Regions from separate parts of the Mus musculus genome. Here regions 1, 2, 3, 4, 5 and 7 are each linked to region 6. A link is a contact called in public HiCAR-type and promoter capture Hi-C data. All regions are on one chromosome and are shown on one strand. The core of a region is the stretch at or near the end of the contact, and the rest is flanking DNA. Distances in the headings are between cores, read along the strand shown. Region 1 holds the start of Rad50 (RAD50 double strand break repair protein). Region 2 holds the start of Mrnip (MRN complex interacting protein). Region 3 holds the start of Slc22a5 (solute carrier family 22 (organic cation transporter), member 5). Region 4 holds the start of Aff4 (AF4/FMR2 family, member 4). Region 5 overlaps Aff4 (AF4/FMR2 family, member 4). Region 6 holds the start of Cdkl3 (cyclin-dependent kinase-like 3). Region 7 holds the start of Slc22a21 (solute carrier family 22 (organic cation transporter), member 21).

Evidence for each region. Promoter capture Hi-C pulls out the DNA fragments that hold promoters and counts their contacts. HiCAR-type assays count read pairs that join an accessible place to other places.
Region 1: a contact with region 6 is called in a promoter capture Hi-C map of liver, with 7 times the contacts expected there. The contact joins the promoter of Rad50 here to the promoter of Cdkl3 in region 6. A contact is called at or near these places in 4 of 39 promoter capture datasets (cranial neural crest, hippocampal neurons, liver and 1 more) and 2 of 115 datasets of contacts at active chromatin or transcription factors (embryonic stem cells and large pre-B cells).
Region 2: a contact with region 6 is called in a HiCAR-type map of astrocytes, with 2.9 times the contacts expected there. The contact joins the promoter of Mrnip here to the promoter of Cdkl3 in region 6. A contact is called at or near these places in 2 of 39 promoter capture datasets (liver and pre-B cells) and 1 of 115 datasets of contacts at active chromatin or transcription factors (astrocytes).
Region 3: a promoter capture Hi-C map of pre-B cells shows a contact between it and region 6, with 2.8 times the contacts expected there. The contact joins the promoter of Slc22a5 here to the promoter of Cdkl3 in region 6. A contact is called at or near these places in 2 of 39 promoter capture datasets (liver and pre-B cells).
Region 4: a contact with region 6 is called in a promoter capture Hi-C map of second pharyngeal arch cranial neural crest. The contact joins the promoter of Aff4 here to the promoter of Cdkl3 in region 6. A contact is called at or near these places in 7 of 39 promoter capture datasets (cranial neural crest, erythroid cells, frontonasal cranial neural crest and 4 more), 1 of 484 Hi-C or Micro-C datasets (embryonic stem cells) and 10 of 115 datasets of contacts at active chromatin or transcription factors (astrocytes, embryonic forebrain, embryonic stem cells and 4 more).
Region 5: a promoter capture Hi-C map of liver shows a contact between it and region 6, with 2.0 times the contacts expected there. The contact joins the enhancer-like site here to the promoter of Cdkl3 in region 6. A contact is called at or near these places in 4 of 39 promoter capture datasets (embryonic stem cells, frontonasal cranial neural crest, hippocampal neurons and 1 more) and 1 of 115 datasets of contacts at active chromatin or transcription factors (forebrain).
Region 7: a contact with region 6 is called in a promoter capture Hi-C map of hippocampal neurons, with 2.2 times the contacts expected there. The contact joins the promoter of Slc22a21 here to the promoter of Cdkl3 in region 6. A contact is called at or near these places in 2 of 39 promoter capture datasets (hippocampal neurons and liver).

The regions. Positions count from the first base shown.
Region 1 is chr11:53,705,635-53,709,190 of GRCm38.p6, forward strand. It overlaps Rad50 (RAD50 double strand break repair protein), which reads right to left and starts at 1,685. Exons shown (of 25, transcript NM_009012.2): 1 at 1,293-1,685; 2 at 351-434. The coding sequence starts at 1,421.
Region 2 is chr11:50,173,471-50,177,212 of GRCm38.p6, forward strand. Mrnip (MRN complex interacting protein) reads left to right here and starts at 1,381. Exons shown (of 7, transcript NM_026543.3): 1 at 1,381-1,481; 2 at 3,357-3,416. The coding sequence starts at 1,416.
Region 3 is chr11:53,890,434-53,893,936 of GRCm38.p6, forward strand. Slc22a5 (solute carrier family 22 (organic cation transporter), member 5) reads right to left here and starts at 1,270. Exons shown (of 10, transcript NM_011396.3): 1 at 714-1,270. The coding sequence starts at 1,106.
Region 4 is chr11:53,348,846-53,352,632 of GRCm38.p6, forward strand. It overlaps Aff4 (AF4/FMR2 family, member 4), which reads left to right and starts at 1,922. Exons shown (of 21, transcript NM_033565.2): 1 at 1,922-2,284.
Region 5 is chr11:53,416,882-53,420,165 of GRCm38.p6, forward strand. Aff4 (AF4/FMR2 family, member 4) reads left to right here. Exons shown (of 21, transcript NM_033565.2): 21 at 1-3,284. Among named protein-coding and RNA genes, the nearest start is that of Leap2, 4.6 kb to the right of the region's middle. Within about 2 kb of position 1,355, at least 7 of the 459 cell types and tissues checked have an H3K27ac peak or open chromatin away from gene starts, as enhancers often do. A contact at or near this core is called in liver, where this site is marked.
Region 6 is chr11:52,002,042-52,005,716 of GRCm38.p6, forward strand. It overlaps Cdkl3 (cyclin-dependent kinase-like 3), which reads left to right and starts at 2,180. Exons shown (of 14, transcript NM_001166654.1): 1 at 2,180-2,469; 2 at 2,872-3,051. The coding sequence starts at 2,887. It also overlaps a transcript of Ube2b not described here.
Region 7 is chr11:53,978,321-53,981,586 of GRCm38.p6, forward strand. Slc22a21 (solute carrier family 22 (organic cation transporter), member 21) reads right to left here and starts at 2,013. Exons shown (of 10, transcript NM_019723.3): 1 at 1,145-2,013. The coding sequence starts at 1,537. It overlaps Gm30927 (predicted gene, 30927), which reads left to right and starts at 1,711. Exons shown (of 4, transcript NR_168634.1): 1 at 1,711-2,017; 2 at 2,989-3,077.

The sequences.
Region 1 (3,556 bases), core at 435-2,934, 1.7 Mb after region 6:
TGGAGTCAATTCTCCCCTCACCCTTCTTAAGTTTGACCCTGGCGTGACCAGCAAATGTGTTTACCTGCTCTTGTCAGCCCTATTGTGCTTTAATAACTTCACACTGTATGACAGTGCTCTGGGGGGAAAACCCCGAAATGTACCATTAGATAGGACTATGATCTCTGCTGGGTTAAACAGTACATAGGAAAATAAAAATGCCAACAATGGTTATCACTGGGTGCGTCCACTGCAGGTGACCATCTTCTCTGCATACTTTCCACTCTAAGGTCCTCTACAATAAGCAACCACTACTTTTAGAATTATAAAAATTTAATTCTTAAAATACAAAACTTTACAGACACCATTACCTTGGGATCATGAACAAATGTATTTCCTTTGGTTCCAGGAGGGAAATCTCCAGTACAAATATACTTTAGACATTCAATGATGGTCTAAAAAAAGAGCAAGTTGTGTGTTATTTAGTGATGAGAACCACAGTAGTTTATGACAAATATTCATTCACAGCCAGGTGTGGAGGTGTGTATCTACAATTCTAGCATTTGGTGGACAAGAAGATCAGGTCAGCCTAAGCTATGTGGGATGCTGTGTCCAAAATAAATAAATTAAATAATAGCAAAAAATATGTATACATGTAGCTAGTGATTATAAGCGCTTTATTATGTCTTCCTTCCAGGAGATCAAGGCTAAGAACAGACCTGGTACAATGTCAAGTAACATTTCCACATAAAAGTCCACCTCCTGACATTCAACATCCAAGTTGGTATTTCTGGCTATCTTGCAACTTATTGTGTAGATCAAACTGGCCTCAAACTCATAGAAATGGGCATGTCTCTGCCAATCTAGGATTAAACGAGTGTGTCACAACGCATTGCCCAAATCTTCAGAAGTAATAAAATAATTTTCCAGCGTTAGGGCTACTCTATCAGCTTCATGTCCACAATAAGTCTTTTTTTTTCCATCGTTATGTTTTACCAGTAGACATGTTTTGCAACTCTAGGTTACCTATCTCTCATATTTAAAAAAAAAGCTTTTTGGAGGGGCTTTTGGGAGGTCCCAGTTGGGCACAGGTAGGTGGCGAGAGTCTGCTACGCTTCCGGAACTAGGGGGCGGGGCTGGGAAGCAGGGGCGCAGCCGGCCTTCCCCGGGAACGAGATGCCAGAGCGGAGCGCACGCGTGGGCTTCCGACACTCCGAGTTGCTGGGCCGGACCGGCTCTGAGGTCCCCGAGGCCCACGCAGCGCGCAGGGCGACGCCCTAAACACCTTCTGGGGCCCTCGCCTCAGGACTTACCGTCTTCCCCGCCCCATTGGGTCCAACCAAAATTGTGAGGGGGCTGAAGAAAGAGATAATCTGCTTATCTTTATCCTCTATCCCAAAACTTCGCACGCCCAGAATGCTCATCTTTTCGATCCGGGACATGTTTGCACCACGTTCCTTTACTCAGTGCCAGGGGCGAGTTTTAACCTCAAGGCGGAAGCTGGGCAAGCCGGGAAGGAACGCCGCGAGAGGACCCAAAAGTTCCGAACACGCGCTGCGAGCAGGAGCTCCGGTGGCGAGAGCACTTCCGGCCCCGCGGGCTTCGGTTTCCCGGGAGGGCGCGGGCCGGTTAGGGTCTGCACAGCCCAGAAAAGCCAAGCGAGCCAGCAACCGTAAGCTCGCACATTCCCGCCTCGCACGACCTGGGGTCACGTGGGGGCGGGCGCGTACTTGTCCACGCCTCTCGCACGCCCGGGGCATGCCGGGAAGTGGGAGTCCTAAGCAACACGAGCAGGACGAGTAGCTGTTGTCTTTTAGAAGTTGGGCAGGGAGGCAGCTGCCACCTATCACTGTTTGCTTTGACGTTTTGAGATCGGGTCTAGCTCTGTAGGCTCGAACTTGCGATTCTCCTGCCTCAGTCTTCCAAGCGTCGCTATTACAGAGCCTCCTAGCCCATCTTAAGTAGCGAAGACCATACTTTACGTCCACATTTGGATCCCTGGACCGCATGGGTAGGCTGGGGTGCAGTCGGAGACCCCAGTTAGTGGTTTGTTAATGACATCTACTGTACGGACAGTACTGTTTAACAGCGTTTTTCACTGTCACTTTTTATTATTATTATTATTTTTTTTTTTTTTTTTGGTTTTTCACTTTATAGTGGCGAGTAGTTTCTCTTGATCACGTGACTGTGGTGCTGCCATTACAATAGACTGCACTCTTGTATATATTTTTCCTTTAGAATAAATCAGTTTTCATTTCTACTAAGCTGTAAATGTTGCTAGTTAATGCTTACATAGGCTTGTGTTGAGATCCTTGCAGAGCTAATGGTTTTGTGAGCTGGAGAGGTGGCTCAGTGGTTAAGAGCACTTGCTCTTGCAGATTGTCGGGGTTCAATTCCCAGCACCCACATGGTGGCCCCAACCATCTGTAATTCCAGTTCCAGGGGATCTAACACCCTCTTCTGACCTCCCTGAGTTCCAGGCATAGACATGCTGTAATACATGCAGGCAATACACAAAGTATATATGTGTGTGTAGGCTTTTTTTAAAGTTTTGCCACTGAACTATTAGTAACATATACAATGCCTCCACCCTCAGCAGTATTTAAAAGTGCAAAAGGAGTTTAAGACCAAAAGTTTGTGGACCCAAAACCAGATGCTGTTCCAAGACAGGGTTCTTATAAGTAGGAAGAAAGTCCGCTCCTGTCAACAAGGTCACAAGGTAGGAATTAGGTAGAAAGGGGCTGGCTATGGAGGCTCAAACCTGTAATTCCTGCACTCAGGTGAGTGACTGAGGCAGGAGGATGCCTTTCACTGTTAAGTGTGGACTAAGAGTGAGACCCTGTCTCATACAAAAATAAAAGGCTGGCCTGGCGTGCCCAGCCCTGATTCATAGATCAACAGCACAACTCTTGGACCTAGGCTCACAGAACATGTCAGAAGAGGGGGTGAAGAGATTGTAAGAACCAGAGGTCCAGGAAACCTGTGAGATTGTGTCTCCTAGAAATGACAGAAAATTTCACACATGATACCATAGCAATATGGCTGCCTAAACAAGACCTGAACAAGGACAGCATCAGTAGACATGCTGACATGGAAAGGGAGCCCATAGAGAACTACAATGGAATTAACTGCTGAGAAGAGAAGAGGTGGTCTTTTCTGGGGAGGAGTTGGTTATCCAATACCAAGTGGTTAGCCCTGAAATCATATGTGTACAAGTAACACTAACTGGCTCGGTAGGTTGTTTGTGTGTGTGTAAAATAACAAAGAGGCCATGAATTTGAGAGAGAGTAAAGGGGAGACAGAACATGAGAGGGCTGAAGGGAGAAAAGGGAAGGGGGAAATGATATAATTACATTTTAATTTTTCCATTGTCATTTTGTGACGTGTAATCTTGGCAGCCAGGAACTCATTATGTAGACCAAGCTGGCTTCAAACTGAGAGAGCCACCTACCTCTGACTCTCAAGTGCTGGGATCAAAGGTGTGAGCCACCACACTTGGCTTCATGCTTTAATTTTTTTTTTTTCAAGAAAAAGAAGAAGCCAGACAGACCTGGTGAGACAAGCCTGTAATCCCTGT
Region 2 (3,742 bases), core at 131-2,630, 1.8 Mb before region 6:
TAAGCCACACCACAACTAAAGACAGGTTTTTTTCCAGTATACACTCTTGGGGTTCACAGTATGATCCTTCAACACCAATCTTGTAAAGTTTATGGTTTCAAAATACCAATTAAGCCAGGTGGTGGTGGAGCATGCCTTTAATCTCAGCACTTAGGTGGCCAGAATTAGGCAGGTTTCTGTGGGTTTGAGGCCAGCCTGGTCTACAGAGGGAAGGAATTCTAGAATAGCCAGGGCTACACAGAGAGGGAAGAAAAATAAAAAGAAGAAAGAAAAGAAGCCAGCCTGGGGGTATGCCTTAATCTCAGGTTTCAGGGGGAAGAGACAGGACTCTAGTGACTTAACCACTGAGCTCTAGAATGACTTTGTTTATTTTTGAAATATTTACTAATTTTATAAGTATGAATGTTTGCCGGCATGTATGTATATTTACCATGTTCATGCCTAGCACCCACAGAGTTACAGATACTCGTGAGCTGCCATGTAGGTGCTAGGAGCTGAATATGGGTCCTCTGCAGGAGCAGTTAAAGCCAGCGAGCTACAGCTACATAGTAAGATCCAGTCTCAAAAAATATATAAAAAATAAAAAATATAAAAAGTATAAAAAATATACTTTCCAGACCCATCCATTTTCCTACAATGTTGTATCCCAAACTAGCCTCAGACTCTGGAGGGAAAGAGGACCTTTTTTGTTTTGTTTTGTTTGTTTTGTTTTTGTTTTGTTTTTTTGTTTTTGTTTTGTTTTTGTTTGTTTGTTTTTTGAGACAGGGTTTCTCTGTGTAGCCCTGGCTGTCCTGGAACTCACTTTGTAGACCAGGCTGGTCTTGAACTCAGAAGTGCGCCTGCCTCTGCCTCCCAAGTGCTGGGATTAAAGACGTGCGCCACCACCGCCCGGCGATAAAGGACCTTTAATTTGACGTTTTCCTGCCTCCGTCTTGTAAATGCTGAGATCACAGTCACACGACAGTTTTAATTCAAAACCAAGATAGTTTATAATGTCAGCCATGCAAAGATGTCCTGGCTGTAGAAAAGCACCGTCCCTGCTCCGAGTCAGAGAGCCAAAGGCGATGGACCAAACACGTAGGAACACCAGCTCGGGTTGTGTTGTTGTTGTTTTGATTTGATTTGATTTGATTTGACTTGATTTGGTTTGTTTTGATTTGATTTGTTTTTTATGCTTGTCAGGGGATGGAGGCGGGGTTGGGAGGCCGGAGAGGCGAACAGTGACCACCGAGACAGTGGGCTAGAGCGGCTCAAGAGCTCTCAGGGGCGGGGCCGACTCAGTCAGAGAAGAACGGAGAGACGCACCAGGGCATGCGAGGTGGAGCTGAGCCTAGAGGGGCCGGAACCAGCGCAGGTTGGGCGGAGCCTGGGCGGGATTGCAGAGCCCGAGCTCACGGCGGGAGAGTGAGTCCTGAATGGCGCCGGCTCAGCAGTCTCGGGTTCTACGGTGCTGCAGCTGCCACATCTTTCAGGCGCATCAGGTGGGGTGGGCGTCTGCCTCACCCTCTTTCCTAGCAGGACGGTGGGCGAGATATGGAGGGCCGCGTCTCATATGGCCATGGGAAATGACAGTGACGAGGCTGAAGGCTGTGCTTCGTTGCTGTCACTTCACAACACGCCTCTGCCATTTTGTTTGTGTTTATCTGTTGTTGCTGCTGAGGGTTCTGCTCAGAGCTGTGGGCGCGCTCTTCCACTGAGCTACCACCCAGCCCAGTGTATGTCGGTTTTTTGCATGATCGTTGTAGAATCCACAGTAGTTGTTTCTTCTGAGGCGGCTTCCATTGGATACTAGCAAAATGGTCAGGAATCCAGGTTGAGGAGTAGCGTCCTCTACGCAGAACCTAGCCCATCATTACACTCAGTGTCTCTTCTCAGTTTTATTACAGTGAATGGTGAGCTTTAAAAGCCCTAGGGTTGGGTGTTCGCCTAACATTCCCACAGCCCAAAAATGGGATTAGGCATGGCAATGAATGAAGGTAGGAGGGCTTAGCGAGTTTGAGGCCAACCAGGGTTATCCGAGACCCTGTTTCAAAACAAGCAAAACTGAATAATGTATAAGCAGTTTGGACTCCATTTTGACATTCCCCTTGGTGGGCCCGGATGTCACTTGGTGCCTCTACCTGCAGCCTTATCTTCGTGGTAATAGTTACCTCCATGCTCATTAGAGCCAGCACAACCCATAAATGGTTAAAGGGGATAGTGGTCGGTGTTTGTTTGAGAGGCTTTGTTTCATACGTCAAGTTGGCTCCAGGCTCTAGATCCTCCTGCCTCAACCTTATTAGTTAACTTCTGAGCTGATCCCCAACCCAAATCTTAGTCTTGGTGGTAGTGGTTTTATTGTTTTAGGGGGTGGAATTTGGTTTGGTTTTGAGGGTGTTGCCAAGACATAATTTCAATATTTACTTTAGATTGACCTCTAATTCCTAATCCCTGGCCTCAGCTTCCTGAATATCTAGAGTATATATCTCTAATGCCACGTCAGTCCCAGGAGACTTACGAATCAGCCTAGATCTCTTTGTATAGTTAAGCATAATCTTTCATGACATTTCTTCAAGGAGCTTTTGTATCTATATAAAAAAATTATTTTTATGTGTATGGTTTGCCTTGCATGTATGTCTGCACCCCATAAAATGTGGTACCCACAGAAGCCAGAAGAGGGTCTTAGATCTCCTGGAGTTAGAGGGACAGACAGTTGTGAGCTGCCACATTGGTGCTAGGAACAGAACTTAGGTCCTTTACAAGGGCAGCCAATTCTCTTAACTGATGAACTGTATCTCCAATGTACTAGCTGCCACAGAGGCATATCTCCAGCTCTGGAATTCCTGCCCCACTCTGTGCTCGCATGCGCATGTAGTGTGTGTGTCTGTGTGTCTGTCTGTCTGTCTGTGTGTCTGTTATATGCATGCTTGTATGCAGATAAGCACATGGAGGCCAGAAAGGAACATTAGTTCTGCTGTCTTTCCACCTTATTTCTCTGGAACAGGGTCTATCACTGAACCTGGAGCTAGGCTGGCAGCCAGCAGTCCCCATTGACCCCATTCCCACCTCCGACAGTCCTGTGAACACAGGCTCACGTGGCTACGGAGATCTGACCTCAGGCCCTCATGCTTGCTCAGCAAATAAACTTTTACCCATTGACATTCCTTTTTTGGACCCTGGGATGGCAAAACTCCAACTGGATGTTTGTTGTTTCATACAAATGGCCAATCTTCCCAGCACCTACCTATTAAATAGTACAGTCCTTCCTCACCTAAAATGCTACTTTCAGGGCTGGGGGTATAGCTAAGTTATTTCTGATTCACATCTACCTGTCATATGAAGTTGTTTGAGCTATAATTTCCAATATTTCATTGTAGGTGAAGAAGAGTCTCAAATGGACATGCAAGGCTTGTGGAGAGAAGCAGTCATTTGTTCGGGTAAGTACTGAGAAAAAAACTAAAGAGCCCAACCTCTCTTCCTACAGCCAGGATCCTTTTCTCTCACAGTTCACCTTTGAGAGCTGCTGCACCCTGGGTTCCTTCCTCCTGCATCGTCAGTGGGTGGAGCAGTGACTACACAGGGTCTGTCCTTCACTCCTTCGTTCAGCAAGGGTTTCTTCAGTAGCTTCTGCATGCCGGGCACAGGGAGACAATAGGAAGTAGGAACACTGTAACCTTGGGGCTTACAGATGTGCTTCTGTGGAAGGGTAAATAATTCACATGGGTGCACACACACATGTACATCCATCATTCAAAACGAGATG
Region 3 (3,503 bases), core at 20-2,519, 1.9 Mb after region 6:
TGCCACACCCCCAGCAGAGTGACTGAGAAATGTCAAAGTCACCCAAGAATAAAGTGCAAGGGGATGAGGAATTAGGTTTCCATCGCTTTTCAGAGTAACCTTACATGCCTTACCGAACCTCTCCAGTGATCTTGTCCCAGAATACTGTGGAAAAGACTCCATACCAACAAGTCACCCTGGATAGATCTGCAGACACATGGGTCCTTAAGAAGTAACAATCCATCGCGGGCAAATGGAAAACAGTTTCTCCTGGGGCATGGCAAGCCTTCATTTTGGGATGAGGACAGGTGAGGGAAGAAAGAATAACTCCAGAAAAGGTAGAGAGTTTGGAACACACGTTTCTTTAACTTTAAAAAGTTCTGCAAAGAGTCTTTCCTTTCTGAACAGAGGCTAAAACTGTGGCCTCTTCTCTGGAGCAAGTCTGAATCCGGCCCCTCTGAATCACATCACTACCTCGAGAAAGTCCCACCCCTCAGGGTCTCAGGGCATCTCCTAAGGGGCAGAACCTTCTGGACTCTATCTTCAATGGGACCCTATGGACGGATGGTCTGCCAGACACTTGTCCCCTGAGGGGCGTACTATGGCTAGAAGTCATCTCATAAAATGTTCCTGGGCCACCTGACTGGAGGATGCTCATCAGCCTGTGCGTTGGACGAAGGGCTACAACCGTCGCCGCGATGTCACCAGACCCTGATAGGGGGGCTGTCACCTACCTCTGTCACGATGGTGGACAGGAAGACGTCCTTGTCGTACTCCCAGCCATCCAGGCAGCTCTCCTGCTCCAGCTGCTCCAGGTCCACGTCCCGCCCCGGCTCCAGCCCTAGCTCAGAGAAGTTGGCGATGGTGGCCAGTCGGTAGCGGCGGCATTTCTGAGGCACCTGTCGTCCGTCCTTCGTCTCCAACGGGATACTGTGGTTGCGCCACGCGCTGCTCAGGTTCACGGTGTGAGGCACAAGGCAACGGTGCTCCGGGGTCCCCGCCAGGAACACGATGGACATACCATTGAAGCCATTGGGGATGATGCTGGCGCTGAGCAGGAAGAAGATGAGGCGCTGGAAGGGCCCCCACTCGCCTAGGAAGGCGGTCACCTCGTCGTAGTCCCGCATGCCGTCCTCAGCCTCCCACAGCGCCCGTATGGGAATAAGGGGACACCGTGGCGCGGGAGACGGGGCGCTGAGAGCCTCTGCGTGCAAGGCTCGTGAGTTCCCACCGACGCCTCCGACTCGGCCACCGCCAACTTTACATAGGGCCTGAGGGCGGGGCGGGCTCTGGGCATGGGCCTGGGCCGCAAGGCCCGCCCCGCCGTCCCGGCTCTGAGGCGCGGCGCGGCGCGGCACGGCGGGGGCGGGGCAGGGGCCTGAGTGACGCACAGTGGGCGCCGGCCATCGGCCGCGCGTGCGCCTGAGGCGGAGCCGAGCTAGGACTCAGAACTAGCTGGGCGGTACAGAAGGCGGGGCTGAACCGGGCTTCAGAACTGTCAGCGAGGGAGGGGTGTGGCTTCATTCGACCACGCCTCCATAGTCTCTACGGGGCCCGGGTTGGGTGAACACTTCTAGTTCCGCCCAGACTGGAAGACTGAGGCGGGGCGTCTGTGAGCCACGCCCCTAACAGGTCCGCTCTAGGGGGCGGAATTGGGTCTTTTCAGGACACTTCCTGGAGCAGGTTCCCAGGGTGCCCTTCTCTTGAGGGAAAGGGTGACTTTGAAAAGTTTGTGTCCAAGGCCATCCTGGGAAGACCATTCTGGGTGTTCAATGGAAAGAGGCTTAGAATTTAAGCAGTAAACAGCCCACCTTCTCAAATTTTTGTTGTGGTTGAGAGATATTGTGAACCTCGGAGAGTCTCATTGACAACGACAGCCTTTGTTGCAGTTTTTCCTGGAAAGACTGCCATCTTTTGTGGCTGCGGAGATAGCTCAGCTAGGACTCTCTTTAAGAGTCCAGATTGCTCCTCCAGAGGACCTTGGCTTGCTTCCTAAAAGGCATAGGGCAGCTCACAGGCCCAGTAGGCATGCACTCGGCACATTAGACAAAACAGACTTGCAGGCAAAACACTCATACACATAAAATAAAATAATAGTTATATATATTTACATATAATATATACATATATTAAAAAGGGGTGGATTTTGAGACTGGTGATGAGAAAGGTGGCAATGAATTTTAATTCCCAGACTATTATGTTCTTAAATTATTTTGTTGTCTTTTGATTTAAGAAATAGTAAAATTTTGACTTCAAGATTAAGGATCTTAGTGTAGGATTAATCTCTCAGATTTGTAATTTTTACAATTAATGCAGGAGCCAACTTGTTAAAAAACCAAAACAAAAACTTACCAGAGTTTGTGGCAAAGGACCTTAATCAAGTCTGGTCTTTATAGCCAGTTCCAGGTTCTCAAATAAACAACAACAACAAACTTTACCATGAAACCCATTATTTTGTCCTAGTAATATATTCTAAAAACCAACAACACCCAAAAACAAAACAAAAAACAAAAAACCGACCAGCAACTGTATGATTCTGAAGCAACACTGTCTAATAAAATAAGAAGTTACCCTTATAATTTTATCTATATTTATTTTTTTGAGATGAGTTTTGCTATATTGCCCTGGCTTGCTCAGTAGCTTTGACCTCAACTGACCAACCGTGCTCCTCAGCATTGCGGTGGAACAGGCAAACATTGTAACTACAATTGCTTTAGTAGCTGTTAGTAACTTTTCTGGTTACAGAGACAAAGCAACTTAAGCGGAAAGGGTTTGTTCGGCTCAGTAGTCAGAGGGTGGAGTCAGTCACTCCCGGAAGGCTGGGTGGCAGGAGTCTGCTTGTCACAGTCGCCTCATTCAGGAAGCCAGGAGAGAGAAATGCTGGCGCTCAGCTTGCTTTCTCTCCTCTTACTTAGTCCTGAACCAAAGGCCATGGAACAGATGCTGCCACTCTGAGGGTCACTCTTCCCACTCCAGCTAACGAGATCTAGAAGCTTCCTCACAGACACCTAGAGGTTTCTCTCTTAGGTGATTCTAGACCCTGTCAAGTTGACAACAATAATTGTCACAGCCATATTAATAAAATGTCCAGATCTAGTAAATAAAAATTTTACGTGGTCAGATTCAAGTTTTGCATAAAGAACTAACAATCTGAATTATAGTTATGTATTGGCATATGCAGGGACATGTGAGGTTGAGATATAAGTGGCTGCCCTGTGTTCTTCCTCCCTGGCAGTGCTCATAGTAGAAGCCTTTAGAGCTGGGGTGTTGCTCAGTGGGAGAGTGCTTGCCTTACACACACCAGGCCCTGGATTGGATCCCAGCCGTGTAAGAAAAGCTTTCCTTTAAAAAGTATGGAATTAACCATAACAATATGTGTAACCTGAATGTATCAGGAACATTATTATTTCAGTAAACCAGTTTCTTGTATCCTTGTATTAATAAACATTTCAAAAGAATACAAAGCTTCTATCAAAAGAATGTTAACTCATGTCCAAAAAGCAAGGTAAAATTAATACAGAAAT
Region 4 (3,787 bases), core at 672-3,171, 1.3 Mb after region 6:
CGAGGAAAATGAGACAGTAGCTGAGTCCCAGCTTTTATCTCTCTCCCTCCTGATCTGCCCAGATGTGAACAACTGCATTAGGCTCTAGCTACCATATCGTCCCTGGCCAACACAGAAGATTGTACTGTCTCAAATAGCAAGCCAGTCATCCCTCATCAAGTTGCTTCATCACAGCAACAAGAAAAGTAACTATGGGAAGGCAGTGGTCGTGCACGTCTTTAATCCCAGCACTAGGGAGGCAGAGGCAGGCAGATCTCCAAATTGGAGGCCAGCCAGATGAACACAGAACTCTGCCTCCCCAAAGTAATAACTAGCCCTTTCCCATGCCTCCCCCCCCCTTTTTTTTTAGTTTGAAACAGGACTTTGTTAAATTACTTAAGTTGGCTTCAAACTTGCTATACAGTTTAGGAATATTTGCTGAATTTGCAATCCTCCTTCCCCAAGCTGCAGAGTAGCTGAGATTACATCCATGTGTCTCCATCCTCAGTTTGGGCCCCTGTTGTAGCATTCAAGTGGCTGTCTATATGTGAGTGTGATGTGTGAATGTACCTGTTAAGGAAAGATATATATGTGTGCTACAGGGATAGAATTTAGGTCACCAAGATTGTGGGCAAGTGCCTTTAAGCCACTGAACTATCTCACCACCACCAGTATTTTTCATAAGGAAGTAGAAAAGATGGCCAGGCACACTGATACACTTCTTTAATCCCAGCACTTAGGAAGCAGAGGTAGAGGCAGGCAGATCTCTGAGCACCAAGCCTGCCTGTTTTACAAAGTGAGATCCAGGGCAACCAGGGCTACACAGAGGAAACCCTATGTAAAACTTAAGATTTATTTAGTGTTTTTCTTTTTGAGACAGGCTCTCACTATATATCCTTGACCTGCCCAGTGTTGGATATGTATATCAGCCTCACAGAAATCTTCCTCCCTCTGCCTCCAGAGTGGTGGGATTAAAGGTGTGCGCCAGACCATACCTCGATAGTGGTTTTGAGACATGGCTTAGAACTCGTGTGTAGTTGAGTGGATTTCCAAACTGTGAAATTACAAACTACAAATAACGAGTGAAGTGTTTCAAGATGTTAGAGGTGGAGAATCTGCATGAGGTACCATCAAATAAAGAAAGCAGATAAGAGACATGGGACACCAATGACAGGATTGTATGTTTTTCAGATGTAGAGGAAGAGGACACTTTTCTTGCGCTACTATTACTGGATTCTAGGAAACCTTAAAACTTTGTCTAATTACTGATTCCAATTAAATTATGGCTTGTCTGGACTAGCAGGATGTTAAGAGCGATGGTGTTTGTGTGTGTGTGTGTGTGTCGCCGTGTGTTGTTTTGACAGGGTTTTCTTAGTAGCTCAGATTGGCCTTGAATCCACTAAGTAGCCCACAGAGGCTGATATTTATTTATTTACTTATTTATTTATTTATTTATTTATTTTTTTAAGACGATGCAGGGCCGGCTTATCCTCCCACAGTAAGTCACACGCAGCAGTGGACGACGTCGCTGCGGACCTCCACGTCATCCTTCCCTCTCTACTCCTGCGGTGCGCTGCGGGACACGGGCGGCAGGGCCTGGGCCTTCACCTGCACCCCAAAACCGGTCGGCCGGGCTGCGCCCCGCCCCGCGGCGCCTCCCTAGCGGGCTGCGCAGGAGGGCGTGTGCCCCGGGCCGGGTTCTGTCCCCGGGTCTGACGCTGGTGCGGCCCCGCGGAACCTGCTGCGACCCGCGCTTCGCATCCCCGCTCCCCAGCCCCGGGCCCAGGCGCCCCCGCACGTCAGCCCGCGCGTCAGCCCCGCCGACGCCGCCTCCAGAGCAGCAGCAGGGCCGCAGCCCCCGCGCTGCCTGCGGGAGGGGCGCGGCCTGGTCACGTGACGCTCGCAGCAGCCCGGCCCTGGTCACATGGGCCGCGGCCACTGCGTCAGTCCCAGTCCCGGCTGCGGGAGTCGAGTCGTCGCCGCCGCCGCCGCCACCGCCGCCCCCAGCGGACGGGGCGGGGATCTTGGTGCCAGGGCCCCGTCAGCCCGCCCCCGCCTCAGTCACCCGTCCGGGGCTCGGCCGGGCCGTCATGGAGCGGGGCGGAACCCTGGCGTCCGCGGTGTGAGGTGCGCCGCCTCGGCTCCCCGTGGCCTCCGGATCGGCCGCTGCCCCTCGCCCCAGGCAGCCGGTCGCCGCCTCCTGGGCGGGCCCGAATGCGCGTCCGGTGAAGGTGCAGGCCGGGCGCCGCCGCCGCCGCAGCCGCGGTCGGGAAATGGTTCGGGCCTAGCGGAGCGGGGACTGGAGGTGAGAAGCCGCCTGACTGCCTGCCTGACTGACTGACTGACGTCTGAGGCGCGGCCGCGCCGCGGGGAAGGCGAGGCTCCGGCCGCTGACGCTGGCGGAGACCCGCGGGGCGGGGGGCCCCTGGATCCGGCTTCGCCCTACGTTTTCTCGTCCCACTTTCTCTCCGAAATCAATTTCAAACAAGAAAAATCATTTTTTTTTTCTTTAAAGGCCAAGCCGTTCCCATCCGACATTCCAGACGCCCATCATCTGGCCGTTTCTTCTTTTTTTCCTCCCCCCCCCCCCCCGTTGTCCCTTCCTCCATTCCTCCCTTTGATTCGGTCGGCGGATTTATCCTTTGAAAAATTTTTCCTTCGTCTGACTCAAGTCATTCCTAGTTAAAGAGAAAATAGGCCCAGATTCTGGCTATCATTTCTCAACTAGTTCTCGCCTTCCTTCTCGCGATCCTGCGCACCTCCCCCCACCCCCACTCTCCCACCTCCCCTCCACCGAAAGAAAAAAAAAAGGGGGGGAGGCTGGGGGGGTGTTAATTTCCGTCCTTGATGGTCGATGGGGTTTGAGTGGAAAAATGGGAACCTGGGTTGGAATAGGAGAAACCCTCCTTCCCGCTCGGAACCGGCCTGGTACCTGGCGATCGCCATGGCCGGGCTTTGGGTATTGATGTTTAGGCCTCCCCAGCTGCCTGTGCGCAGGGTTAATCTCGTAATTGACGTCAGTGCTTTGTTCCTTCCACTTTGCTGTTGCTTCCCACTCTCTGAGAACGGATCATGGGGTACAGGAGCCCAGGGTGTTTGTGGGGTCTCCTTATTAGGCTTTTCATTCACAGATGACACCTTTATGGGGAGTCGAGAGCCCTGATCTGAAAATGGTTGTGAGTGAAGTTCGAACCAAGAGTTCGATTCAGGGTTCTCCGAGTTTCGTCAGTTGCAAGTCAGAATTCTGGTTTTTCTTCCCCGCTGAGGTTTTAAACTGAAGCTAGCCTCCTTTCCAGTGCCGGAATCTAAGCCCTAGGTGCCCGTGAATAGGCTGTTTGTGTGACATTTAAAATGTGTGCTTTTTGTGGAGCCGAGGTGGTGGTGGGGGGAGGTTCAAAGCTTAAAGCTTTGTTTCCATGTTGATTCTCCGAAGCTTTATAAACTCTTTTGTTTGGATGGTCCTTTTAACTTATCAGTATTGAAATGTTTATGAGATTCTTTTTAATTCGAGATTTGATGAGAAGCTGATGTGGACCAAGAGGAAGCCTAGACTCTGTCGTCTTTGGTCACATATGCGTAAAGAAGTGTTGGCAAGTGGCCACTTGGTTTTTAACAAAGCTGGCTTCTTCAACTTCTTCAGGTTTATGTTCCTTATTGTCACTAACTTTCGCAGCCCTCAGTCTCCAAACAAAAAGTCTCAAAAAGTTGTTTTTTAAAAAGTTATTTTCAAAAAGTTGCCTTTCATGATGAACTTCCTGAAAACCTAGACGCAGTCTGTTTTCTTTTCTTTTTAAATGAATACCAGCAG
Region 5 (3,284 bases), core at 105-2,604, 1.4 Mb after region 6:
CGCAAGGTGCGCATAGCAGTGAAGGGCGAGGATGTCTCTCTTCCTCTATACTTCTTTTTAGTGACCCCGTCATGTCTGGTGTGCCTTAAATCTTAACTTTAAATGATAACTCTATGGATTGTTTACAGATAAAGTTTTATGCTGGGACCAGATTAGCCATGCATGGTTGGTCCTCTACAATAATAATTTCAAATCCTCTTTGATTTTAAATCTTCTTTTAGAGTCACATTAAGACTCCTTCAGAAAAGCTAGTACTTTGGTACCTGATTTAGTGTAATCAATTGGGTATAATGCTGCTTCAAAAAATGGCTTTTCCTTCTCATTCCAAAAATCCATCCAATTAGGGAGAAAAATCCCCTGTTAGCAGATGATTGTTGAGACTTGAATGGAAAGGAGGAAGAGGGGATAGCAACCTTCACGCAGCAGTGTCGCAAATCCTCTCTGACTCCTTCACCACCTGTTTCTGAAGATAGTGAACTTTGTCCTGCAGTCTCATATCTACAGAGCTTAACTGCTTTGTGTCTCATTATTTTTACATAGTGTTGAGGGTTGATACCTATAGCTTATGCTGAATTGAACATTTTTCCCTTGGAGAAATTGCCTCTGTACCTTCCTACTTTAATCGTAGTGTATTTACGGAATGCTTCTTCAGAGGCCATCGGTTCCTCTCTTGTGCTAGTAACCTCCATGGTCTAACAGCTGTGTGTCCTGTCCTTGCCTCTTCTCTCTCACTCTGGCTTCTCCATTTCAGGGAGGCCTTAGAAGTAGAGCAAGCACCCTCTCCCTGTGCTTTCAGCCCCGCTGCTGCAGTTCGGGGCTCTGCTTTCCAGCTCTGGGCTGTGTGCAGCGCATTCTAGTGCGCCTCTGACGTCATGCTAAAGCAGAGTTTCCTACGTGTTCATGGTGCTGCTTTAAGATGTTTTCCCTTTAAAACTGTCAGTTCTTGGAGAATGAAATGGTTGAACCTTTCATTGTGGAGGATTTTCCTCACCACATAGAAATGGGCAATGGATCAAAATCTGATCCTAAGCGATTGCATTTTTGATGTCATAGTGTGTGAGAATACACTCTGTGTCTCTTCTCAGATGTTTTGTCTCAGTCATGTCCAGCACATACCTTGGACTCCTTTACAAGTGACCATCCCTCCCTCTCGGTAGGTGCCCTCAGTGTTTTTTAGCCATTTAAAGCTGATTTGACAAGTGGCTACAAACTTAGTCTGAAACTTGTATTCACTCTATAGTTAGTAATAGAAATAGCAACTATTGTTAATGCTCAGTTCACTGCTCTTAAGATCACATTTCTATGGCAGGAGGCAGCAGCATGCACCATTGGACTCTGGACAGGTGATCACAGGATCACAGTGATGCAGCTGTCACAGTAGTCCTGCCTGGGAGAGGCTGGGCTGTGGGAGCACTCCCCTCCATGCATTCAAGATTACACAGCCTAGCCCATGTCCCATTCTGGCTGGAGAACACCCAGCCCTTTCCTTGCTCAGTGACACCTTTTTCTGGGCAAGAAGTTATGAAGTCACTTTATTATCTGTAAGTGCTTCAAATAAAGTCACAGAGCTGCTGAAGGGAGAAGGTTGACCACTACTGATTTAATTCTCCACTGTCAAAGCAATTCAGAGTAATGTGTGCATGCGTCCACAGTTGCTGTTTTTTCTGGGAAGCTCTTGCACTAGGGATTTACAGGCACCTGGGCTGCACTTTGAATGACACACTTGTGGCTTTAGAGTAGCTGTTATTGTTTTGTTTTAAAATTGTTCTTCGTTTCTTTTCATTAATGGTTTAATCAGCTAGATTAGAAAGCATCATTTGTATTTAACAGCTGAAACTTTGGTACGTTGACGGTTATCGAGTGAGCTTGCATTGTGTAGCCAGGGCCTACAGAGGCTCTTGTCAGGAATACAAGCACTGCCTGGAGCTGGTGCTCAGAGGAGCTTCTAGTGCAACCAGGAATAGCTCCGTGGGGTGATGCCTAGCTCAATTGAGAAGGGGGATGCTGTACACTCTTCTAGGTATGAGGGTATGCGACTTTGGATCTTAAAATTATGTACACATACACACTTTATATATATGTACGTATGTATGTATGAAAACATGGAATTAGTTTGTCAAAAATGTGTGTGTTTAGTATTTTAGCTTAGTGCAACTATTTCCACATTATTTATTAAATTGATCTAAGACACTTTGTTCTTGGCACCTTGAATATTAACATTCAAGGATGCAATGTGTATTCCTTTAGATTGTTAAAGCTTAATTACTATGATTTGTAGTAAATTAACTTTTGAAATATATTTGAGCCCTTCTGTAGTATAATAGGGCTCTTACAGGGTGGGAAAGATTTTAATTTTCCAATAGCTAATTGAACAAAATGGCTTCATTGTATATTTTGATTTATAGGAGTCTGTAAGGTGTCTGGGTCCCAAGGACATCTACTGAGGATGACTGTTTTAGGTGGGTGGAATGGTGTTTAGACTATACCTTAGTGACTTGGAAAGCCAGAGCACCTAGTTCAAATCCGGACTCCTATAACTCATTCCTCTAGGATGTGGAATACAAATCCCATCCAGCTTCACATTTCAATTAGAGAGGCAGACTTCTTTTCCAGTAATATTGTACACCTAGTGTTGCTATGAGTAAAATCAGTAGGAAAAATACTGAGAAGGTCTGGGAAGACGCACTGACTAGGCCAGCGGTCACATTTGTAAATGTACCTTTCCCATACCTTCCAGTGGAGGCATTCAGCTGCGACTTTTCAGACCCTAAAACCAAGCCAGGGAGGAGGAACACATGTTTAAGGTTAGAGAAGGCCAGGAGTGCGGGTGCATACCCTGAGGCAAAGGCCATCCTTTGCTAGATAGAGAACCTGAGATGCTGAGACCCATTGGTGAACCAGTGTGGTAGTGCATGCTTTAATTCTAGCACTTGGACTGTCAGTTTGAGACCAGCATGCTCTACACAGAGAGACCCTGGGAGAAAGCAAAGTGTAGTAAGAGGATGCCATTCTGCAGAACTCGTGTTAATTACATGAACCCCATGGTTAACTAAAAAGAACTTACTGTTCCCAGAGCCAGGGAATAGAAAAGAAGCTACACTTCTCTTGTAAATGGTATTTAGAACAAGGTGTTCGGGTAAAGTCTCAACTAGTCAGAGGTTTCAGCAGCTTAAATTGCTAATATTTAAGAAGTTGATTTTCAGGAATGTCTGCCTGTGCCTCTCTCCTTGCTGCCATTGATCAGCTCAGCAGGAATCATCATCTTTAAACGTGGAGAAAGCTCT
Region 6 (3,675 bases), core at 930-3,429:
ACTAAGCTAAAAGTTAAATATTCTTACCTTTACGTTTCTTCTCTTTGAGTTATTCCGTAGAACCCCAGGGCCTTAGGTAGCCCTGTAAAATGTTATTGAAAAGGATGCAGCGCACAAGCACAACTCCAGCACTGGGTAGACAGGGGACTAGAGGTCTGCAAATTCCACCGCACCTAGAGTTGGGAGAGACCTTGTCTTGGGGGAAAACAGGCTTTTTAAATCCCCTGGGCCGGTAACAAGTGCCTGGGCTTTTTTAAATTTCCGTCCAGCCATACCAATGTTAATCTTCCTCATGATCAAGAAATACATAGAGTGAAATGGCAGACGCTTTTTAAAAATCTCATTCTGTTGCTTATCTAGCAATTTATTACTTTAAAAAATGGACGGGATAGTTTTTAATATCCAAAATGAAATGTTTTGATAAATTGAATGCTTCCCAAAAATATAGAGAGCAGAATGTTAACAAAATTCACACAATTTCATGGCCAGGTGGCTTGCTGGAAACCTACAACCGCAGTCTTAGAACTATAATTTCACTTATTAAAACAGGGTAACTTGCTATGTAGACCAGGCTGGCCCCAATCTCACATAGTTCTGACTTCCTCTCTCCTGAGTGCTGGGGTTAGGAGTTAGTTTGTGATGACAGGGGCTCACTAATTCATGCTTTGCTCCTTGCAAATATTTAGTTCATAACAAATCTTAAGTAAACATATAGCAGGTCTCACAACATTCTTATTTATAGGAAAAAGAAAAATCCAAGCCAAGTGCCCAGCCCTCCTAACTCTCAAGCTCCAAAGCCAGGCTCTAGCAGTTAGTAGCAAAATTGCAAAAATGGAAATGCGTCTAAACTGTTTCTCTGTGTAGCCCTGGCCGTCCTGGAACTCGCCTGCCTCTGCCTCCCAAGTGCTGGGATTAAAGGCGTGAGCTACCACGCCCGGCTGTTTTTTGTTTGTTTGTTGTTTTTTAAGATTTTTTTTTTTTTTTTTTTTTTTTACAAATACACTGTAGCTGTCTTCAGACACACCAGAAGAGGGCATCAGATCCCATTACAGATGCTTGTGAGTAACCATGTGGTTGCTGGGAACTGAATTCAGGACCTCTGGAGTAGTAGTCAGTAATCCTAACCGCTGAGCCATCTCTCCAGCCCTAAACTGTTTTTTGTTTTTGTTTTTAAAAAAGCAAACTAGTTTCTTTTTTACACTACTCAGCACACTCGTTGTGCACATTCATTTGTGTGTATAGGTCACAAGACAACTTGGAGGAGTTGGTTCATTTTCCACCACGTAGGTCCAAGAAATTGAACTCTACACTTTGGGCTTCGTAGCCTTTTCCTACTGAGCCATCTCGATGACCTACTTTTGCTATTACAGTTAAATCAAGATCTGTAAAAATGGAGCCCTTTTAAAAGCTCTGCGGGCTATTTAAAAGTACATCCCTAGGCGTCCTTGTACTTACTCAGCCTGTGGCAGAGTCCGGTGAATTATTTTGTTTTCCTAAAAAGTTTTGCGTTTCACACGTCATGAGAAAACTTTAAAAGTACTGCTAGGGCTGGATATGATGGCACTCAGCACAGCACTCTAAGCAGGCAGATAATCTTGGGAGTTTGAGGCCAGCCTGGAAGTATACATTGTGAGTCCCAGGCTACCCGGAGCTATATAGTAGCCCTTGTCTCAAAACAAAAAGGGATCACTAGTAGGTAGAAAGCAGTAGTAATTGGGAAACTGAAAATGTGTACAGAAATGGTGTTAGAAATAAGTCAGAGGAGTAGTGAACGCTGAGTATGTGGCTTACTACCGAGCTAAGCCCTCTATCCAAAAACGATCTTGTCCCCGGTTTAAGGATTATGTCGACTTTGAGGTCGAAATCGGTTGCATGGAATAGTAACGAAGCACTGGCAAACTGTAGCCCCATAAGTGTTCCGTAGATCCAATTATCTCCGTCAACCTCCTAGAACCGGGCACAAGTAAGGGACCAGTAACCACCCAGGTGACAAAACGCTCTCTTGCCGGGCGAAAGCCTCCAGGCGTTCATTCTGCTATAAAATGCCCCGCTCTCCCTCATCCCCACCCCCCACCCCCACCCCCACCTGCAAGCACGCGGGCCTCCTACGTCCCTCCCCCTTCCCCTTGGGTCTATCTTCCGCTTCGTGTCACTTTCCCTTCCGGGTCAGGACCTCAGCAATTTCCAGTCTTGCGTACTGTGCTCGGAACGCGGCAGTGCCCCGCCCTCACCCCGTTGCCAGGGCGTCCGGCTGCCCCGAGCCGGCAAGGTCGGCCAGGAGAGGAGGTGTGGTGTCCCGGGCCGGCTGGGACTTGCACGCAGCCGGGCCGGCGGGACTACAGGATGGGCTGAGGCGGCGGTGGTTCTCAGGACGAGGTCGACAGCGCGGCGAGACGGGCCACTCGGGTTGGGGCTGCACAGACTGCGTGTTTGAGGAGAGGGCAGGACGTATGGGTGACTAGTGCTGAGGTGGGAGTCCCCACGCTTGGTGGACCGTGGCTCCTAACAAGGGACCCGCAGTGTTGTTAGCGGGACTTTTTAGTTTGGCTTCCATTGTTCCTGAAAGGGGACCTCAAATTGTAAATCCCGTATTCTAAAAGGATGCCTGAGTTAAACGCATATCAGACCTCTTTTATTTCTCAATCCCGGTCTACACAAAATGCTAGATTAATGAAGGACATCCTGCGTTCTGGTGAAAGTTGGAGCTTCTTAGACAATTTAAGAGTTCCCTCGAGCAGGCTCTGCTGTAGCCGGCACTCCTAGTTTTTGTTCTTATATCCGAAAGTAGGGGATTATCTCTAAGCATTATAGAGCTTGTATAATTGAAAGTGTGAACGTTTAACGTTTTCTTTCTTTATTTCTGTGAAGTAGAAGCCAGGCTTGAAAATGGAGATGTATGAAACCCTTGGAAAAGTGGGAGAGGGAAGTTATGGAACGGTCATGAAATGCAAACATAAGGACACTGGGCGAATAGTGGCCATTAAGATTTTCTATGAGAAACCAGAAAAATCTGTCAACAAAATTGCAACGAGAGAAATAAAGTTTCTAAAGGTTTGCTTCTTTTGCCTTTTATTATATATATTTTTTCTTGTTTTCCCATTGGGACCTATCTTGCTATGCAGCCCAGGCTGTCTTGAAATGCTTTATTTTTTTCCAGGGCTAAGATTTACAGGCCTACATTGAAACACCCATCTTCTTTTTCCTTGATTATTTAAGTCAAAAGAGAAATTGTTATGGGATAAAAATAAAATATATGAAAGAATGTTTCCATTAACAGATAAACTAAGACCTGTCATAGAGAAACCCTCATTGTCTACAATCTGTACTTTTTTATTGATATAAGATTGTGTGCTTGTGTATAACAATTATGCTAGTATTGTAAAATCATTCAAAACTATTCAAGTATAATACTTAGTAAGGATGTCTGCTTTGTACAAGGGATTGTGGAAAACGATGAGAGTAGGAAGAAGGAAAAAAAATTTTTTTTGCCAGGTATTGGGGTGCAAACCTTTAATTCCAGTACTGGAGAGTCAGAGACAGGTAGATCTCTGAGATTAAGGCCAGCTTGGTCTGCAGAGTGAGTTCTAGGACAGCCAAGGCTGTTAAACAAAGAAAACCTGTCTTGAAGAAAAAAAAAATGTTCCTTAGTGGCATAACTATGCAGGAGGGTATAGT
Region 7 (3,266 bases), core at 763-3,262, 2.0 Mb after region 6:
GTTGCTGTGTCTGGCTTTTCTTTCCATGTTTTTACAAAATATTATTTTAAAAAAATGTGTGTATGAGTATTTGTCTATGTGAGTGCATGTTACATGTCCTGAGCAGAAGACGGTGCTGGATTATCTGAGACTGGAGTTACAGGTGGTAGAAAGCTGCCTGGTGTGGGTTCTAGAAACTGAACTCAGGTCCTTTATATGAGAACCTCTTTAATTCTTTCCTCCATTTTTTTCCCCAAGGGGCTTGTATCTAAAATTAGGTCTTTCTTTATGATTGAGCAGTAAGCACTCTTATCCACTGAATTATCTCTCTAGCTCCAAAAAGTACCTCTTGACCTCATACATAATGAGGATTATTTTTCTATTATGGGGATAGAGGAGTGGGTACAAACCCCAGGTGCCCAAGTCACTAAACACATCCACATGCACCATTAAACAGCATGTCACATCCCCCAGCTGAGTGACTGAGAAATGTCAAAGTCACCCAAGAATAAAGTGTAAGGGAATGAGGAATTAGGTTTCCATCGCTCTTCAGAGTAACCTTACATGCCTTACCTAACCTCTTCAGTGATCTTGTCCCAGAATACTGTGGAAAAGACTCCATACCAACAAGTCACCCTGGATAGATCTGCAGACACATGGGTCCTTAAGAAGTAACAATCCATCGCTGGCAAATGGAAAACAGTTTCTCCTGGGGCATGGCAAGACTTCATTTTGGGGTAAGGATAGGTGAGGGAAGAAAGAATAACTCCAGAAAGGGTAGAGAGTTTGGAACACACGTTTCTTTAACTTTAAAAAGTTCTGCAAAGAGTCTTTCCTTTCTGAACAGAGGCTAAAACCTGTGGTCTCTTCTCTGGAGCAAGTCTGAATCCGGCCCCTCTGAATCACATCACTACCTCGAGAAAGTCCCACCACTCAGGGTCTCAGGGCATCTCCTAGGGGCAGAACCTTCTGGACTCTATCTTCAATGGGACCCTATGGACGGATGGTCTGCCAGACATTTGTCCTCTGAGGGGCGTACTATGGCTAGAAGTCATCTCATAAAATGTTCTTAAAGGATGCTCATCACCAGGGAGCTTGTGGTTAAACTAAGGAACAACCATTGCCTGCGATGTCACCAGACCCTGACAGGGGGGCTGTCACCTACCTCTGTCACGATGGTGGACAGGAAGATGTCCTTGTCGTACTCCCAGCCATCCAGGCAGTTCTCCTGCTCCAGCTGCTCCAGGTCCACGTCCCGTCCCGGCTCCAGCCCTAGCTCAGAGAAGTTGGCGATGGTGGCCAGTCGGTAGCGGCGGCATTTCTGAGGCACCTCTGGTCCGTCCTTCGTCTCCATCGGGATACTGTGGTTGCGCCACGCGCTGCTCAGGTTCACGGTGTCTGGTATCCGGCAACGGTGCTCCGGGATCGCCGTCAGGAACACGGCTGACAACCCAGTAAAGCCATTGGGGATGATGCTGGCGCTGAGCAGGAAGAAGATGAGGCGCTGGAAGGTCCCCCACTCGCCCAGGAAGGCGGTCACCTCGTCGTAGTCAAGCATAGAGTCGGCAGCCCACGGCGTCCCGCCGGGAATCCGAGGATACTCGGGCGCAGTGGGCGGCGCACGGTTTGTCCGTGCACGCGGAGCACCAGTCACTCGTCGAAGAGGAGTTCGAGAAAGCGTCGGGAGACGTTTTCCACACGGAGAAGCTCGTGAGTTCCTCCCGCCGCCTCAGACCCCGCCAGCGCCAGAGACACCGAGGACGTGAGGCCATGATGGACTCCGCGCGGAGTCTGGCCTAGACTGCAAGGCCGGCCGTGCAGTCCTGAGGCGAACCGTGGGGTGGGCGCGGCAGGAGTCTGAGTGATCCGTAGTGGGCACTGGACGCGCCTGTACGTGAGGCGGGTCTGGTCCCGGTCTCCGAGCTGGCTGGACAGTGCGGAAGCGGGATGGAGCCTGGCTTCAGAACTGCGCGGGTGTGAGGGAGCCTAGGAGTCCCTTGCCTACTACTCTGAGCTGTTCGCTGAGGAACGCCCTGAGGTAAAGTCCTTCCCAGTCGAGAGCAAGCGAGTCGGGCTGGGGGCGGGGCCGCTGTAGTCCCCGCCCCGAAGCTGCTGCTAGAGGGAGGGACGGGTCTTCTCAAGCCACACCCCCCGAGCGAGTCGGGCTGGGGGCGGGGCCGCTGTAGTCCCCGCCCCGAAGCTGCTGCTAGAGGGAGGGATGGGTCTTCTCAAGCCACAACCCCGAGCTGGTCCCCAGGGCTCCTTTGGGGGAAGTTGTGACCAAGCTGGGTGTTGACTTGGAGAAAGGCGTAGGATTTCGGTATGAAACACCCTCTCAACTTTTTGTTATGGGTCAGAAAGGGATTGTATCCCACCAAAAGTCTTCTCCTTCAATGGACCTGAGTTCAATTCCCAGCACGCATTGGAGGCTTACAACCTTCTGGTAACTCCAGTTCCGGGGGAACTAATCCCCTTTTCTGGTCCCCTGTCACATATAGTGCACAGACATACATGCAATCAAAACGCCCACTCACATAATGTCATATTATAATAATCATTAAGAGATTGAGACAAATTTTGAGGCTGTGGTCATGAGGCTGTGGGCAATGAATTTCAATTTCTAGGCTCTGTTCTGTGCTTTATGTTTTTAAAGATTAAGAAATCATTCAGTTATTCATCAAATCGACTTAAGCAAATATAAAAATTTAACTTCAAGATTAAGGATCTTAGTCTAGGATTATACCCTCAAATTAGTTATTTTTTACAGTTAATTCAGGAGCTGACTGGTGATCTACATAGTTCCAGGCCAGTCAGGACTACACAGTGAAACCCGTCTTAAAACAAACACAGAGCCTTACAATGAAATCCATTGTTTTGTGCAAATAGTATTTCCTAAAATTAAAAAGATAAGGTATAAAAATAGCAATTGTGTAATTCTAAAGTAATATTGTCAAATGAAATGAGAAGTTACATTTATAATTTTATTTATTTATTTATTTACTTATTTAGATGGGGCCTACTGTATTTCCCTGGCTTTACCTGCAACTTTGGTCACAAATGACCACCTGCCTCATCCTCTCTAGTAGCAGGGACAACAGGTGTGTACAGCAGATGCACATTATCATTAAAATTGTCTTGGTAGCTGTTGTATTCGTAACTTTTCTGGTTACAGAGACAAAAGCAATTTAAGGGAGAAGAGGTTTGGGCTTGTGCTTAGAGGGTAGAGTCGGTCACTCTGGGAAGGCCGGGTGGCAGGAGTCAGCTTGTCACAGTCGCCTCAGTCAGGA